Linked DNA regions of Cricetulus griseus: region 1 is linked to region 2. The links are chromatin contacts, called in public Hi-C maps. All regions are on one chromosome and are shown on one strand. The core of a region is the stretch at or near the end of the contact, and the rest is flanking DNA. Distances in the headings are between cores, read along the strand shown. Region 1 holds the start of Acsl3 (long-chain-fatty-acid--CoA ligase 3). Region 2 overlaps Mogat1 (2-acylglycerol O-acyltransferase 1).

Evidence for each region. A called contact is a pair of places that touch in the nucleus more often than the background predicts.
Region 1: a Hi-C map of fibroblasts shows a contact between it and region 2, with 5 times the contacts expected there. The contact joins the promoter of Acsl3 here to the enhancer-like site in region 2. A contact is called at or near these places in 4 of 8 Hi-C or Micro-C datasets (the CHO-K1 cell line, fibroblasts and liver).

The regions. Positions count from the first base shown.
Region 1 is chr2:431,584,332-431,589,584 of CriGri-PICRH-1.0, forward strand. Acsl3 (long-chain-fatty-acid--CoA ligase 3) reads left to right here and starts at 1,305. Exons shown (of 15, transcript XM_027397341.2): 1 at 1,305-1,437.
Region 2 is chr2:431,472,560-431,477,580 of CriGri-PICRH-1.0, forward strand. It overlaps Mogat1 (2-acylglycerol O-acyltransferase 1), which reads left to right. Exons shown (of 6, transcript XM_027397337.2): 6 at 2,959-3,185. The coding sequence ends at 3,113. Among named protein-coding and RNA genes, the nearest start is that of Mogat1, 33 kb to the left of the region's middle. Within about 2 kb of position 2,687, at least 5 of the 6 cell types and tissues checked have open chromatin away from gene starts, as enhancers often do. A contact at or near this core is called in the CHO-K1 cell line and fibroblasts, where this site is marked.

The sequences.
Region 1 (5,253 bases), core at 55-2,554, 110 kb after region 2:
CCTCTACAGAGTAGAAATTCGGCATTCCATTTGTTGGCAGGGTTTCCTTGGACAGATCAAGAGCTACAGATACATTGCTTCCCTAGTTGGGACTGGTTGCTTGAGTCAAGCACTATCTGTTCTCTTAGGCAGTTAGACTGGCCAGGGGCCCAAGGTGAGTGAGCTCTGGCTCCACCTCCTTCAAGTTCTGACAGCTTCCTGAAATTTTTTTTTTTTTTTTTTTTAAGATTGTCTTGGTAAGTGAGCCTCTGCCTTTGCTTGAGGCTATCTCAGCAACTCAACCTTTCACCTACTTAAAGAAGAGTTCACAGACCAACTTAATAATATGTTGGGTTAAGGGGGGGAAATCCTGCCATGAACAGTCTTTTAATATTACACTGGAGTGGTTGTTTTAGTCATCTGAATTTTGCTCTGTGTATGTTTTGTCTGAATGGGGGGCAGGCAGCCTTACAATAAATGCCTTTCTCTGGTGCGGTGTCCAAAACGATATACAATGGCAAACTAAACACACACATTTCCTGGTCATAAACAGTAATTTGGAGTAAACTTTCACCCTTTGAAAACGAACATGAAATTGGGGTATGTGAAGATTTGGGAGGTAAACGGGTTACACACAGCGTTAAATGAAGTCCATGCAAGAGAAACACTGGGCGTGCTTTGAGCTTTTGAGCCTTTTCCCTCCACAGGCATTTCCAAACGTTATTATTATTTTTTTTCCCCTTGCAAGATTGGCTAGAAATTCGTGCTCAAACTAGGATCACGAATCCATTCCAGAGAAGAATGAAAAAAAGAACAAGCATGCTATTTCTCGCTCTACACTGAGATTTATGCATCACGGCAGTGAAAGCGGGTTTTGCAGTCTCTGCGGGGCACCCTCGTCGCCGCCTGTCGTCTATCCCTCCATCTCCCCCGCTCCAGGCCCTTCTCCCCTCTGCAGCAGCCTTAGCTCAGGTCGGGCCCGCCGCTCCCCTCCCGGAGGGTTCCATCCCCGCCCTCCGCGGGCCCCAGCTCGGTCCAGCCGGCGGCGGCGGCGGCGGCGGCGGCTCTGCAGAATGACCTATAGTAACCTCGCCCCGCCCCGCCCGCCAGCCCCGCGCTCCCCAGGCCCGCATTTGATTGGCTCATCCCCTCACGCGCCACCGCCCGCGGGCCAATGGGCGGCAGTCTCTTTGCATAAGCAACGAGCGCCGGCCAGGGCTGCGCGTCCAGGACTGCGGCTCAACAGACGCTGCTCAGCCGGCGCCGGGGGACGTCGCTGCGGTTGCGGCCGCGGGCTGGGACGAATTCGGCGGCGGCGGCGGCGGCCGGGGAGGCTGAGCGGGCGGTCGTCCCCTTCTCGCGGGGCGGCCTCGGCAGCTCCGGCAAGGTCCTGAGGAGGTGGCGCTAGGCGGGAACCGCTCCCGGGAGCAGCCAGGCCTGCGTGGGTCGGAGTCCACGGTGAGTGCGCGCAGCGCCCGTTGTGAGGAGACTGAGGGTCGCGGGAGGGCGGCCAGGCCTCCCCTCGGCATGCATGCGGCCGGCCGGTGCCCGAGCGGATGCCTGGGCCGCGCAGGGGTCCGGGAAAGGGGTTGGTGGAGGATGAGGAGTGGGGCGTCCGCGCGGGGTCGGGGAAACCGCCGGCGTGGAGCCGGGGGGAGCGGGAGGAAGGATGCACCGCGGCCTCCGCTGCGGGCACGGGCACGGGCGTGGGGGTGGGGTCGTCCCGCTCCACAGGACCGCGCGGAGACCGTGGGAGGAACCCGCGCCCAGCGGTTCCCCGAAGCCCGGGCCGGGGGCGGGGGGGGGGGCGGGAGAGCAGAAACTGCGTGTGCGGGGCGGTGGGACTGGCGTGGGGACTTCTCTGGTTTTCCCTCTTCAAGTGCGTTTTTAGTCGCAACACGAGTCAGTCACGCGACGCACACACCAGCAGCCCCCCGGGGGTCAAGGTGTTTGTGATCGGGTGAAGGGATCTCACAGATGAAGATCCAGCTGCAGTGCCCATTCTGGTTCTAGAACAGGTACACTGTGATCAAGAGCCCCTCCGAGATAGAACCCGCAGGACAATAGTTGGGGATTATATAGAAACCTGGAGAGGGGGCCGGCTTTGTGGAAGTAGTGATTACTGACCAGAATGACAGAGCTGATATTTATTGAGCCTTTATTAGACGCCACACACGGAGTATTTTATGCGCAGCTTAAATGTTTATGTTGTTAGTCCACCAGGACGGGTGCACACTTCCCGTTTTACAGTGAGAGAACCCGCACCCTGGACACATTAACTTACCCCAGATGTGATCTAGTAGGAGAAACTGGAGCCCCAGGGGGGTGCGTCTGAATCCACAGCACTTACATCTGATGGCATTAGTAGCACGCAGCTCTCTGTTTGCTGCAGGAATGAACAGTTTGCACTGTGGCTTTGGTCTGGGGTTTCTTCAGGGCTCTGCAGAGTTCGGTATCGTTTTAACCTTTTGTGGTAGCCAGTTTTGTATTTCCACGTTGGTTCCGATGGTGCAGCTGAGTTGAAAGGAAGTGTTGGGATGGGGGAGTCAGTTGGTCAGAGTTTGTGTTTTCTGTGCAGTCCTCACATGTAGGGATGAAGACCGATTGTATTTTTTTTTTTCCTTAAGTTGTTCTCTGATTCATCTGTCATAAAGTACGTTGATTGCAGTGTTGCTGTCCGTAGCAGTCGCCAGGTGTCTTTGGAGCCCAGTTACTGGATTTGTGGGACATTTGGGCTGAGTGACTTAAAGCACAAGGATTCGGTGAGTCCAAGATGTCCTCCTTGAAGAAGGCAAAGAAGGGCAAAGTGAAGGACATTGGGGGAACATCTCTAGCTTATTCCTGATTCAGTTAATTATTCACCTAGAGCCTTCTCATTTCTGTTATGCCAGATACCTTGTTAGCTTCGGGAAATGCATCAAGGACAGAATTGATGTGACCCTGTGTCCTTAGGCAGGGATTAGACTCCAAGCCATTGATCTTGTAGATAAATGGGTGAGTGTAAGCTGTGTTTACTTGCAGTAAAGGTGTGGTATTGAGTGAGTAGAGATTATAATAAGGATTTTGATTTAGATGGAAATCTAGGGAGCTGCCTTTTAAAAACTGATAGTGTGAGATTTTCCTAGATTCAGTCTTGTGTTCTGAATGTGAATAGAACAATAGTTTAAAAACTTTTGAGCAACTACAATTTTTTTTTTTCCGAAACAGGGTTTCTCTGTGTAGCTTTGGAGCCTATCCTGGCACTCGCTCTGGAGACCAGGCTGGCCTCAAACTGTGAGATCGGCCTGCCTCTGCCTCCCAAGTGCTGGGATTAAAGGCATGCACCACCAATGCCGGGCAGAAGCAAGAATCTTATAGATGAGCTTTGGATTTAAAGGTGTGATTTAGACAGTTCTCCTATCCCTAAACTAGGCTCAAAGTGACAGGTTTTTCTAATTTGGAAAAGCATCATAATTTTCACAAGTATTGTAGTTTATATTCTATTGAGTAATTTCATATTTCAGCTCTTAGCTAGGGGTGGTGGCTCATACCTTTTATCCCAGCACTTGGGAGGGGGGAGGCAGAGGCTGGTGAATTTCTGAGTTCAAGGCTAGCCTGATTTACATAATTCCAGGACATCGAGTTCCACATGGTAAGACCCTGTTTCAAAAAAAAAAAATAAAAACCAACCAACCAGCCAAATTTCAGTTTTTAGAAAGCAAGAAAAACCAGGCACGAATGGGGAAATACAAACTTTTAACTGTATAAATATTTTAATCAAACATTTAAAACTGTCTCTGTTAGATTAGTTGAGCCTTTAAAGAGGTTAATATGAACAGAAGTTTCCAGAAAGTGGAGGTGTTAGATGTCATGGCATGGTAGTAATACTTGAGCTGAGAGGAGAATGCACTGTTTCAGACTCAGGCAACTGGAGAGCAAGCAGTGCAGGCACTGTTATACTCAGAGATGAGGCTCACTGGGAAAGAGCTAGGTTTCGGATGTGGGAGAAAGTGTATCTAGGTTTAGAAGTGTTTTGTTGGAGTTGCCTTCATTCTCTTTAGGGAACTGAAGTTGAGTGGACTTAAGCCATTTGGAGAGGTGATAGTATTTGAAACCATGGGCATGTCAGGTTGCCTGTGGGGAGCATCACAAGAGAGAAGAGGTAGTTTGCAAAAGAGAGGAAGAGTGGCAGATTAGTTGCCTCAAATATCTGTTCAGAGAAGGCAGGAAAGATTTCTTTTGGCTCATAGTTTCCAAGATGTCATTCTGTTTTAGTGTGAGGGCTTATTGAAAGAGCATTTCATATCATGGTGGCCAGGGAATAGAAAAAAGGGGAATATAAGGAAGATTGTAGGGCAAGATAAATCCCCCAGGGTGTTCCCCTAGTGATAAACCTAGTTATGCTGTGCTACAAATCTATCAAGGGGTTAGTGTGCCCATTAGGCTAGAACTCTGTGATCTGTTTCTGGAAATGCCTTTGCAGACCCTCTCTCCTGACCAGAGGTATGCTTTACTAATCCCTTAGGCATTTTTTGTTTTGTTTTTAGAGACAGGGTTTCCCTGTGCAGCTTTGGAGCCGATGTGGAACTCACTCTGTAGACTAGGCTGGCCATGAACACACAGAGATCCTCCTGCCTCTGCCTCCCGAGTGCTAGGATTAAAGGTGTGAGACCACCATCACCATTAGGAGGTAATTTTTATTTTAATCAGCCTAGCTTCCCTTTCTTTAGTTTTCAAACTGCTCTTAGAAGTTTGCATTTGTGCATATCTTATTTCATTTTATTTCATAGAAGACTGTAGGGAAAATTCATAAGGAAATCCTTTTCCTTGAGTGTTCTTTTTAAGTACTAGTCATTTTGACAATTCTGTGTATTAGTACATGCTTCCCCAAAGAATTTCTCTGTAAAGTGTGGCACCCCTTTATTCCCCCATTGTGGTTTGCTGGATAGAAACATGAGGCTGGAATTAAGGGTGCTTGGGATTGAATCCTCACTTATTGGTCTTCTGATAGCTTAGTTAACTTTTCTGGGCCTTGGTTTCTTTACGGAATGGGGATAATTGAACCTATTGTCTGTTGTAAGGGGGGAATTTAAGTAAGTACAGTATTGTTGTCAATAAACATGAGCCAATTTTATTTGTTTTCAGAAAATTTTGAAGTTTACTGCCCTTCCCCCTCCTTTGGTATTTGTGTTTTTGTTTTGTTTTTGCTTTGGAGGTTGTCCTGGAACTAGCTCTTAGACCTGTCTGGCCTTGACCTCACAGAGATCCACCTGCCTCTGCCTCCCAAGGGCAGGG
Region 2 (5,021 bases), core at 1,437-3,936:
CCCTAGATTGTTCTAGCATTCGGTTTCATGACATCTGCTAGACACCCATAAGCATTAATGTTTCCAGTATGAGCTCAGTTCAATTTCAAGAAGCAAGAGTCAAAGTGAACCCGTAAAGGAGCTTGCTCCCACTGCTACTGGTTGGGCAGTTTTCACTTCATAGCTACTAGATTAACTTCCTTGAATTTTTAGTCTTAGTCTTGAAGATCAAATTTTTTGCTTTGTTATCTCAGCTTATCCCTAAATAGCAATGGAAATGTTTTTTGTCCTCTAATAAGAATGCCAGGCTGTTGTTCATTGTTTCTGCTCCTTTGGCTTTTTAAGGGGCTCACCATCCAGCTCTCAAATAAATCACATTCAGAATCTTATTCTTTCTTGTGAATGCCTGGCCTTAGCTCAGCTTATTTCTAGCCAGCTTTCCTTAACTTAAATTACCCATCTATCTTTGCCTCTGAACTTTTTCCTTTTCTTCTGTATATCTTACTTTCACTCTTACTCCCTAGGTGACTGGCCCCTAGTGCCCTCCTCTCCTTGTTCTCTTGTTCCTTCTATTTATAATCTTTGCCTGCCGCTGGGCTGTCCTCTCTTCTGCCTTCCTATTGGTTGTTCAGCTCCTTATTGGACCAATCAGGTTTTCGTTGTTGGTGGTGGTTTTTCAAGACAGCCATGGCTGTCCTAGAACTCAATTTGTAGACCAGGCTGGCCTCAAACTCTTCCTAATCAGTTTTTATAGACAGGCAAAGTAACACAATTTCACAGAATTAAACAAATGCAACATGAAAAAAATTCAACACATCTTTGCATCACTAAACAAATGGTCCATAGCATATCCAATATAACACATCTTAAACTAATATTCCACAACAGTAGGCTTAAATATTAACTTCCTGGGAGTTGGGGAGCAGGTTTGGAACTTTTAGCATCTCAGAGAAAGACAAGTGGGCTATGGGCATCTTACAAGAGGTGGTCTTATGATTAATTCATTAGTAAAGGGTGTATCTGAGTGCCTTGAAGAACCCACTGAAATTTAATGAAACTTAACAAAAAGGGAATAGGACTGCACTTAGCCATGGTGTCTTAGGAAAGAAGAGCCCTGATTCAGAGGTCACAAGTGTGTGACACTAAGCTGGGAGCAGCTCGCTGGCTGGACAGGCTTAGACAGCAACGGCTCGCTATCAGTCCCCGCTGCATCCTGCACCCTCACTCTGGCCTCTCTCACTGAGACACTCTCACTAGAAACTAGAGCTAGTCCCATGAAACTAGAGTTTACCGGTCAATCTGGATACAGGTTTCTCAGTTTTCTTCCCTCAAAGTTCAGAACTGCCAAGAAGCTTTGAGAACCTCGAGGTGTACTCTATCATCCCATGCACAGGAAAATTTAGGCCAGAGAGAAAAGTAAGATAGATCCAGGGTATCCCAAGGCTGCACTAGAACTCCGGATCCCCCTTGCCTCTGTCTCCTGAGTGCTAGAACTACGGGCATGCACCAGCTCATGTGGTTTATTTCCTCCGGTTCTCTCTGCTGTGTATCAAGGGACTGAGGTCTACCGCGCAGAAATTTGACTTCCAAAAGACCAAAGAAACCTGTCCACGAGCGTTTGGAGGCTCCGTCTGTTGAAACACTCAGCAGTTTCCGGTGTGGGTGTGTCACTCCTTTCTCTGCGCCCCTCAAACTCCCATATGCATGCTCTTTAGGGCTTGCTGCCTGCTCTCTTCCTTCGCGTTTGTTCAGTTTTTTTCTTAAATAACCACCTTCTGTTACTGGCACGATTTTACCCTTGTACGTAGCTTGGAGAAAGACAAAGGAGGTCCCTCCCGATGTAAACTCCCATTTTCCCCTTACAGTCACATGCACAGGCCTCACGCCCAAGATAATGACTTTAGAAGAAGCAGTTTCCAACAAGGATTGAAGTCGATCACCCTGCTTATCCGGGCCTTGGAGCAGTAGCAGTATCGAGCCAGCAGATGGCGCAGTGTATACAGGCGCCAAAGACTTGCATTTCTGAACACTCTTTAAGGCTGCTTATTATATAAACACCTTTTAAATATGTGCAGAAACCTCCAGGTTTATTTACAACTAGTCGGCATTTTTATAATTACACAGATGAAGTAAATGCTCTTTTCTTTGTGGAACACTCAGGATACAGATAAGACGAACCTTTCCCTATCTCTTTCTCCCTTCCCAGAGGGAAATGCTGATCTTTCCAGATTTTCCTTCTATGCACTAAAAGTACTCGCACCTAGAAATATATTTTTTCTGGCAGATAGTGCCACACTTAATTTTGCAACTTTTCTTTGACATTTTAGACATTATGCGTCCCGAGTTATTTATTTCTTTTTAAAAGATAGCTGCCTAGGGTTCCAGTGAATAATGTCACTCAACTTATGTAACTGCTTTCCTCTTGAGCTGTGGTTGCTTTCAGTTTTTGTGATTATATGACTTTCTGTCTTACAGATGCTTCGCATAGGAAAGTGTCACATATTCCTACAGATATGTGACACTTTCGATTGTTTCGAAAGGTTAAAAAAGAAAAGAAAAGAAAAGAAAGAAGAAGAAATGAGTCAGAATAGAGGGATGCCGCGTGACCTGAGCACTTCAGTCAGTCATAATAAGAACACTGTGGTCTGGCTGTCAGCTGTGCCTAGGAGAGAAGGAGGGTGACGTGGCAAAGCCTCCTCTGCTCACAGCTGCAGCCCGCGGGTACAGCAGCGCATTTGACTCAGAAGTCAAACCACAGGAGAATGACAGCCCAGTGTCTGCTGAGAAGGGAAACTCTATTTGCTGTCAAGTGCGATGGTGTGACTGAGGCAGGCAGCCAGTGAGCTGAGGAGAGGACTGGAGCCAGCGGGCTGGAGGGATGTGGATTGGCAGCCCAGCCCTCAGACGCCCACTGGAGACATGGGCTGTGGCCCAGCGGTGGTTGTTCCTCGAGGGTGATGCGTGTTCTGTTTTTCACAGTTGGCCGCCCCATCCCTGTCCAGCGGACTCCAAACCCGACCCCAGAGCAGACTGAACAGCTGCATCAGACCTACATGGAGGAGCTAAGGAAACTATTTGATGAGCACAAAGGGAAGTACGGTATTCCAGAACACCAAACTCTGGTTTTTAAATGACTCTCCCCCGCAAGGCATAAAGGAAGACAAGAGAGCGCTGTTGAAAAAAAATAAATATTTTAAATAAGTTCACTGTGGGTTTCTTTGTTGGACTGTAGGGTCGAATTGCAGCTGAAAGGTATTAGTAATGGAGACAGCTGCTGTTATTTTATACTGTGATAAAGAAAAATACAGCAAATGGAAGCCCCGGGTTTAGCCTAGTGGTAAATGCTCACCTTCAATGGGCAAGGCCCTAAGTTGGCTCCTTAACACTGGTAAACAAAAATACAGTAGATGATCACAGTAGATAGGGTTACAGATGATGTCATCTTAAAACCTTCTGAATTTAGGCAGACTGGATCACTCTTCCGGTTCCTAAAAGTGTTAGGATTGATTATCATGTGCTCAGAGCAAAAGCAAAATACCAACTTCAGAGAGCCTCCAGACCCTGAGCACCACTGTGGCTTGGGGTGGGGTCTTCTCCGAGTGTGGCAGCAGATGATCGGACACAGCTGAACACTTAGAGACCGTGTAACTTGTCATATAAGAGAGCAGAGAGGCAGGACTCACTCAACTTGAACACATTTGTTGCTGACTAACACCAGTTTTAATCAGTGCTTTTGTCAGATCAGTGCTTTTGGTTTGGGTGGGTGTTTTGTTGTTGATTTTGGTTTTGTTTTGTTTGGGTTTTTTGTTAGTATGTTTTGTTTTTATCAGTGCAGAATTATGCCATTTTTGAAGCAGGATGAGGCGGACACTTGGAGTCCCGTATGGACGAGAGCCTGTGTCATTTCTCTTCATGTATTTGCAATGGAAAAAGCAAGCGTATTTGGAAGATGCCATCCTCCCTGTTTTAGAACATGTCAGAGGGTTGCTGGAGATATGTTACACAATAGAAGAACTTGTCATTTTCTTCCCCTGGTGGCCTTTTCACTTAAGACAAGCTCTGAAAGAAAGTGCCCTCTCTTCTGAGTACTGCCCAGCTAAGCTGACCAGAGTCCAGTCTTCTCCATTTGCTGATATCTCCCTGGTACCTGGCACAACTGGGGGCAATCGGAGGGTATAAAATAAGTACTTGCCCAGTGGGTGTAACAAATAACTTTGCTATAATGTGAAGACTTTACTGAAGCTATTCCATAGTAATGAAGCCAGTTATAAGCCAAGATCCACATGAAATAGGAAAATTTCCTGTTATCTAATTGGCCCACAACAATAACCAACAATCCTATGCATTGTTATAAGCAAGTCAGGTTTCTGCTATTTAGTCACTTGGTATTAGGTAAGAAGAATGGCACTAAAAACAATGTCCTTTCCAAAACGCCTCCAGTGCGGGATGTTTGCTTCTTTGTCTCCTGCACGGTTGCTACTAGTAAGTCCATCCAATCACAGTTCTTTCCTATATTCCTGTATTTACAGGCTTCAAGTTTTGATTTTTAACCCTAAAAAGCAATGGAGACTTCTTTTCTTTTATTAGCCATCTAATAAGAATGCTAGTCTTAAATATTAACTTCCTGGAGATTAGAGGGTGGGGTTGGAACTTTCAGCATCTTGGAGAAGGACAAGTGGGTTATGGGTATCTTATAAGAGGAGGTCTTATGATTAATTCATTAGAAAAGGGTGCATTTGAGTGCCTTGAAGAACCCACTGAAATTTAATGAAACTTAACAAGAAGGGACTGAATTTAGCCTTTGTGTCATTCTTAGGAGAGAAGATGCCCTGGTCAGAGGTCACAAGCCTATGACAGTAAGCTGGGAGCAGCTCGCTGGCTGGACAGGCTTAGAAAGCAATGCCTTGCTATCAGTCCCCGCTACATCCTGCACCCTCACTCTGGCCTCTCTCACTGAGACACGCTCACTAGAAACCAGAGCTATTTCTATGCAACTACAAGTTTACCTGTCAATCTGGGTATAGATTGCAAGCATGAGACCT